2 separate regions of the Capra hircus genome follow, and region 1 is linked to region 2. A link is a contact called in public Hi-C data. All regions are on one chromosome and are shown on one strand. The core of a region is the stretch at or near the end of the contact, and the rest is flanking DNA. Distances in the headings are between cores, read along the strand shown.

Region 1 (3,092 bases), core at 324-2,823, 300 kb after region 2:
AAAACTTGGTGGTCTCCTCTCCTAGGAGAGGAGCACAGCACTAATTTTTTTTTTTTTAAACTATTTTTGTTCATTGCTATATCCCCAGTACTTAGAATAGTTTCTGGCACAAGAGGGACACCTCAATAAAAGCTAAATGAGTTCATTAAAAAGACATAGGTTCCACACACAAAAATGTATGGGGTTGGAGAGAAAAGGCTGTTATTAGTAAATAATAATAACAGGGAACTTATTAATAGGTTCCCAGGGGTACTAATCAATATGAAATACTTTTCATAGTAAAGGTGACATCTCAATTACACTATACCCTTTTACCCCTGCTATCATTTCCCAAAGCAGATACTCAGATCAACTCCTTCCTCAGAGTGACTTAAGGTAAGTGATAGAAATTATTCCAGGAAACATCTAAGCCAGCCCTGCAAACATCAGCTCTAGATCCACAGTATGCCTGGAAGACTCCTATCATAAATAATATACCCTGACTTTTAAAACAGTTTATGATGAAAATTTTTTAGTTTATTCCATGCTGAAAAGCACTTGGCAGATACCCTCTCAAGTCAAGAAAAAGCATTTCCTTTAACCAATTGTCAAAGGGGTCTGAGAAAGTGAAAGTTGTGCTCACTCCTGTTGGACTCTGTGACCCCACGAACTGTACATTCCTTGGAATTCTCCAGGCCAGGATACTAGAGTGGGTAGCCTTTCACTTCACCGGATCTTCCCAACCCAGGGGTCGAACCCAGGTCTCCTGCCTGGCAGGTGGATTTTTTTTACCAGCTGAGCCACACGGGAAGCCCAAGAATAGTAGGGTGGGTTGTCTATCCCTTGCTCAGCGGATCTTCCCAACCTAGGAATCGAACCGGGGTCTCCTGCATTGCACGTGGATTCTTTACCATCTGAGCTATGAGGGAAGCTCTCTGGGTGTGGGTGTGGGAGTGTGTGTGTAGGGGGGGGAGGGGATCTGGGTTGGTTTAATTGTAGAAAATATTCATCAGATAGGGAGCTCTTTCACCTAACTTGTCTCAGGGACGAGTTTTTCGAGGATGGGCTTGTCAACCACAGACTGCCGTTTCAAGTATCTGTAAGCTGGTCTTGTTTCATGCCGTGGTGGCGTGTCACCATGGAACGGAAGAAGGAACAGGGGAGCTCCTCTGAAGACGATTTAAAGCCATCAGCTGCTCCACAGGGGAAATTCCGTCTCCATCCCACAGGGGTGAAGGCAGCTGAACTGGCTTTGTGGAGGACGCTGGAGCAGGCTCTGTGAGAAGCAATCGTCGGCAAAGGATGTGTCCAGTAGTATTTTCACAAATACCTCTTCCTGCCTTCTCCCTACATCCACCGAGTCTTGCGCTGCTCTTGGCCGAGTGATCAGGGTCGCAGAGGAAGACGCCGGCCTGATCGAGTCAGGACGAGGGAGAGGACCACTGGCGGCGCGCTCGGGTCCCCGCCGGGGCGGGGGCGTTGGACACGGGGTAGGAGGCGATCCGTGCGGCCTGCGGGGGCTGAGTGATGCGCAGCCCCGTGAGAATCCTGTGGAGGTGGAAGCGGAGGCGAAGGAGAGCTCTGGCGCCACCTGGTGGCCGCGTCTCTGCCGGTGGCCAAAGCACTCGGCCATGCCCTGTCCCGGGCCCAGTGCTCTCCGAGGCCATTGTGCCGTCCGCTAGCCGGCGTCTAGGCTCGGGCCCTCGGCGTCCCCTTGCACGAAAATGTGATTCCATAATGTATGTGCCATGCTTAGTCGCTCAGTCGTGTCCGACTCTGCGACCCCATGGACCGTAGCCCGCCAGGCTCCTCTGTTCATGGAATTCTCCAGGCAAGAATATTGGAGTGGGTTGCCATGCCCTCCTCCAGGGGATCTTCCCAACCCAGGAATGGAATCAGGGTCTCCTGCGTTGTAGGCAGTTTCTTTACCATCTGAGCTACCAGGGAAGCCCTCCATAATGTATAGTGATCACCAAGAGCGAAAGGAAAATGCTAGGACATTTAGACGGGGAAGAGTTCATCCTGGAAAATGTACCAGGATGACATTCTGTCAAGTCTTGGTTTAGATCCCTATAAGTTAAAATTTTATATGGGAACATGCCAAATGAATAAAATGAGACAGATTTTCTTAAACTTCTCCCAATTCTGTATAATCAAAGTGCAGAAACAGATTTTAGAGTCAGGGACCTGGGCTTGAGTGGCAGATCTGCCACTTACTAGCGACCTTGCCTTCTTTGAGGCTCAATTGCCTCATTTCTTTTTTAAAACTTATTTATGTGGCTGCTCCAGTCTTAGTTGTGGCACTCAGAATCTTTAGTTGCAGCGAACTCCTAGCTCCCTTAGGGATCGAACCTGGGTCCCCTGCATTGAAACTATGGAGTCTTAGCCACTGGACCACCAGGGAGGTCTCTCAGTTGCCTCCTCCTCCTCCTCTCTCAGTTGCATCCTCCAAAGAGGATGATAGTGTCTTCTCAAAAGGAGAATTTCAAAAAGAGAATTAAAACTACGGTGTCTGTGCTCATACTGTTGCCTTCCCCCTCTTCCTAGAGGTAAGCTGTCCACACCGCTCTGATGTCCATTTCTCTGGATCACTCGTGGACCTTACCCAGCAGGATTTCTGCGTCCTCAGTTTCCCCTCACCACTCCTTAACTTGATGGGCACACAGACATGGTATAATTTCTCTCATCTTACAAAAAATCTGACTCCTCGTGCCCTGCAGCCAGCTCCCCATTTTTCTTTTCACATTTATATCATAGAAAAACATCTCTAAAGTGCTATCCTTACCCACTGCCTCTGCTTCTCCTGTTCTGGTGACTATCAGACTTCTTCTCCTGGCCCATTCACCAAGACTGCTCTTGCCAAGGAAAGCAGTGGCCGCCTCATGCTGAATATTGATGTCGGTTCCCAGTCTTTATCTCTGCTGCCCATCGACAGTATTTGACGCGCTCATTCCCTGCTCCCTTTATCCTCCTGGCCATGAGACGCTGCACCTAAGTTTTCTCCTGCACCAGCAGTTTCCCAGTCTCTAGGGCTCAGTTCTTGGATGTCTTTTCTAGCTATACGAACTTCACTGATGTCATCCCGTCTCAAGGCTGAAAATGCTATCTATATA
Region 2 (2,989 bases), core at 382-2,881:
GGATTCTCCAGGCAAGAACGCTGGAGTGGGTTGCCATTTCCTTCTGCAATGCATGAAAGTGAAAAGTGAAAGTGAAGTCGCTCAGTTGTGTCCAACTCTTCGAGACCCCATGGACTGCAGCCCACCAGGCTCCTCCGTCCGTGGGATTTTCCAAGCAAGAGTACTGGAGTGAGTTGCCACTTCCTTCTCCAACAAAGCACAGGGACCACCTGTATTCAGACTTCAGCTTGATATAGTGGCCCCACACCCATACATGCACGCACGCGTGCGCACACACATACACACACACACACACGAGCACACACACTTGAGCACACACAGTCCTGGGAGCTCAGTCACTCTCACTCCTGTGGACTCCCCAAGTTCAGAGACACCTCTTCCCAGCCAAGCTCTCCGATCCACCACCGTCAGCCCTGGCTCAGTGAAGGATCTGAGAGAAGGATCAGTCTAGAAACGATGACTGGATTAAACACACCAGGCAATCCTTCAACTTCGGGCGAGAATTCAATCAGTGAGTGCAAGGCATTCATCACTGGGTCTGCAAATATAGGCCATGACTTGATTATCTCAGCAAACCTCATTGCCTCATGTCTTGGGGGACATTCTTGCCCAGGAGAAAGTGGTATAAACAAGCAAGATGCTGACTGCCCAGCACACTGCTGACAACTCCAATCAGCTGACCTGCACACCCAAACCCCTCTGCTGACCAGAACTTTTCTGTGTGCTGAAAATGAGCCTTGAACCACCCAATTCCCAGTCTTCCGAAACCATTTAGGAGGAGGCCAGGCAGATTATAGAATGCGCCACGCACTTCCGTGGCACTTTGCTCCTTACCTAGCTCCATTCCACACCCACCTCAATGCCCGGACTCTGTTGCCTAACCTGCAGAGGGAACGACCGCATCTGGGGCAAAGGTGGGGTGGGGGCGCTACTCACGGGCAGAAAGGACCAGTGGTCGCAAGTCCCAGCAGGCCCCCAGCGCCAAGGGACTGCACCTCTGAAACCCTGGCTTGGGGAGCTATGCTTCAATTCCTATCACAAGGTAGGTAGCGTCAGAGTGGTTAGAAATATTTTGCTAAAAGAAAGTTCATCAGCCACCTCCTCAGTTGAGAGACCTATGAGCTGCTGTCTTTTGCATAAACTATTATGCAGAGATGAGGCAGGCTTAAGGAATTGAGAGAAGACCTTTTAAAGTTAGGGAAAGTCTATTTGACTTGCCACTCTTTTATTGGGAGCTTGTTAGGACTGTAGCAGATCCAAGAGGCACTTGAACCAGACTACACCCTACCAGACTACAAAGCGGGGCAAGTTTAATGATTTTTCTTCTAGGCTGACCTCTATTTTTAGGTGTGGGCATAAGAGAAACAGGGAGAAAAACAAAGAACACACAAGAGACAGATGACAAATTTGGAAAAGCTTGTTTTTGAGGTATGATTTCAAACCGCATTGCTGCATGAGCAGGAACCTTGATGAAGGAAAGATTTCCTTCCCTCCCTCTCAGGAAGGCCGTCAGGGCTTGTGCAGTGGCCCCAGGGCCCACCCAAGGCACCAGTCCCTCTCCGCGCCTTCCCTGCCGGCTCCCCAGGACGGCTCTCGCCCCACAGCCTGCTGCCGAGCCCTGGACCCTCCGTCTGTGCTCAAACAGGGGGCGGGCAGGGTGGTGGGCAATGGAGAGAAGCTGGTCCAGCCACGTCTGTCCCCCTGGAAGAAACCCTGTCCAGACACTCCCATTTTGCCTCTACCCGGTCCGGGTGAGTCACACACCCCACTTGAAAGCAAATGGTCTAGGAAGGCAATTTCCCCAAGTGGCGACAACCTCAGGTGGAACCGAGTCCCCGTTAGGAGAACGGACATCGGGTAGGGAACCAGGGTGTCTGGCTCAAGTGTCCAATCCAGCCCGACCCCAGTGACGAGTTCTCACTGGAAAGGATACTAGGACAAGCTTTGGCAATTCCTCCTTGGTCACCAGCACCATTTACTGCGCAGTTCCTCAAAGAAACGTCTTGCAACTTGCTCAGCTGACTGTATGAAAAACACAGAGTTCACATGCAGACATAAACATGTACGCTATCCATCGGCCCTTTAAAAAATTAAAAAGCGTTTTAGACACATAAAAAGGCATCAGAAATAACAGTATCCACTGCCCAACTTAAGAAATAAAGCCTTACTAAAAAAAAAAAAAAAAAAAGAAAGCATTACAAACATTATGCACAACACTGAAACCCTCTCGAGCCCCTTTCCATTGCCCTTTCCTCTCGCCCTCCACTCCCCACAGGGCACCAGGGCACTGGGGTCAGTGTTGGCTTAATCGTAAGCATTTCTTAATAGTTTTACTATTTTTTTATAGTTTATTATTTTACTCTCCTAACAGTTTTACTCTATTTCCATGTCCCTAAACAGTTATTGCAGTTTTGAATATTATAAAATTTGACATAAACGGTACCGTACAGCTTCCCTAGTGGCTCAGACGGCAAAGCGTCTGTCTGCAGTGCCGGAGACCCGGGATCGATCCCTGGGTCAGGAAGATCCCCTGGAGAAGGCAATGGCAGCCCATTCCAGTATTCTTGGCTGGAAAATCTCATGGACGGAGGAGCCTGGTGGGCTACAGTCCATGGGGTTGCGAAGAGTTGGACACGACTGAGCGACTTCACTTTCATTTTCCTGTGACTAACTTTCTTCCTCAACAATACCCTGTCCAGCACTGAGAGGGGACTACATGGACACATGCTCTGGAATGGACATGTTCACACCCGTGGTCTGTCACCAGAGAGAGAGACCGCAGTTGATTTATTTGCTCCTCTGGTGACAGGGAGATTATTCCCAACAGTGCTAAAGGGCACACTACTGTACACTTTTTGTACTCAGGTGGCAAAATCTCTCTAGGGATATAGCCTAGAGAGCATGTGTGTGCATCTTTAGCCTTTTTAGATACTCTCAGAAAGCACTCTTTTAAGTGTAGAGAATCTGGGTTCTGTTCATTCAAAGAGCC

Evidence for each region. A called contact is a pair of places that touch in the nucleus more often than the background predicts.
Region 1: a Hi-C map of blood shows a contact between it and region 2, with 15 times the contacts expected there. The contact joins two enhancer-like sites. A contact is called at or near these places in 2 of 5 Hi-C or Micro-C datasets (both in blood).

What each region holds. Positions count from the first base shown.
Region 1 is chr28:37,490,743-37,493,834 of ARS1.2, forward strand. No RefSeq gene overlaps it. Among named protein-coding and RNA genes, the nearest start is that of TRNAR-CCU, 24 kb to the right of the region's middle. Within about 2 kb of position 1,574, at least 3 of the 5 cell types and tissues checked have an H3K27ac peak or open chromatin away from gene starts, as enhancers often do.
Region 2 is chr28:37,194,595-37,197,583 of ARS1.2, forward strand. It overlaps TBCE (tubulin-specific chaperone E), which reads right to left. Exons shown (of 17, transcript XM_005698988.3): 5 at 1,934-2,022. Among named protein-coding and RNA genes, the nearest start is that of TBCE, 70 kb to the right of the region's middle. Within about 2 kb of position 1,632, at least 1 of the 5 cell types and tissues checked has an H3K27ac peak or open chromatin away from gene starts, as enhancers often do.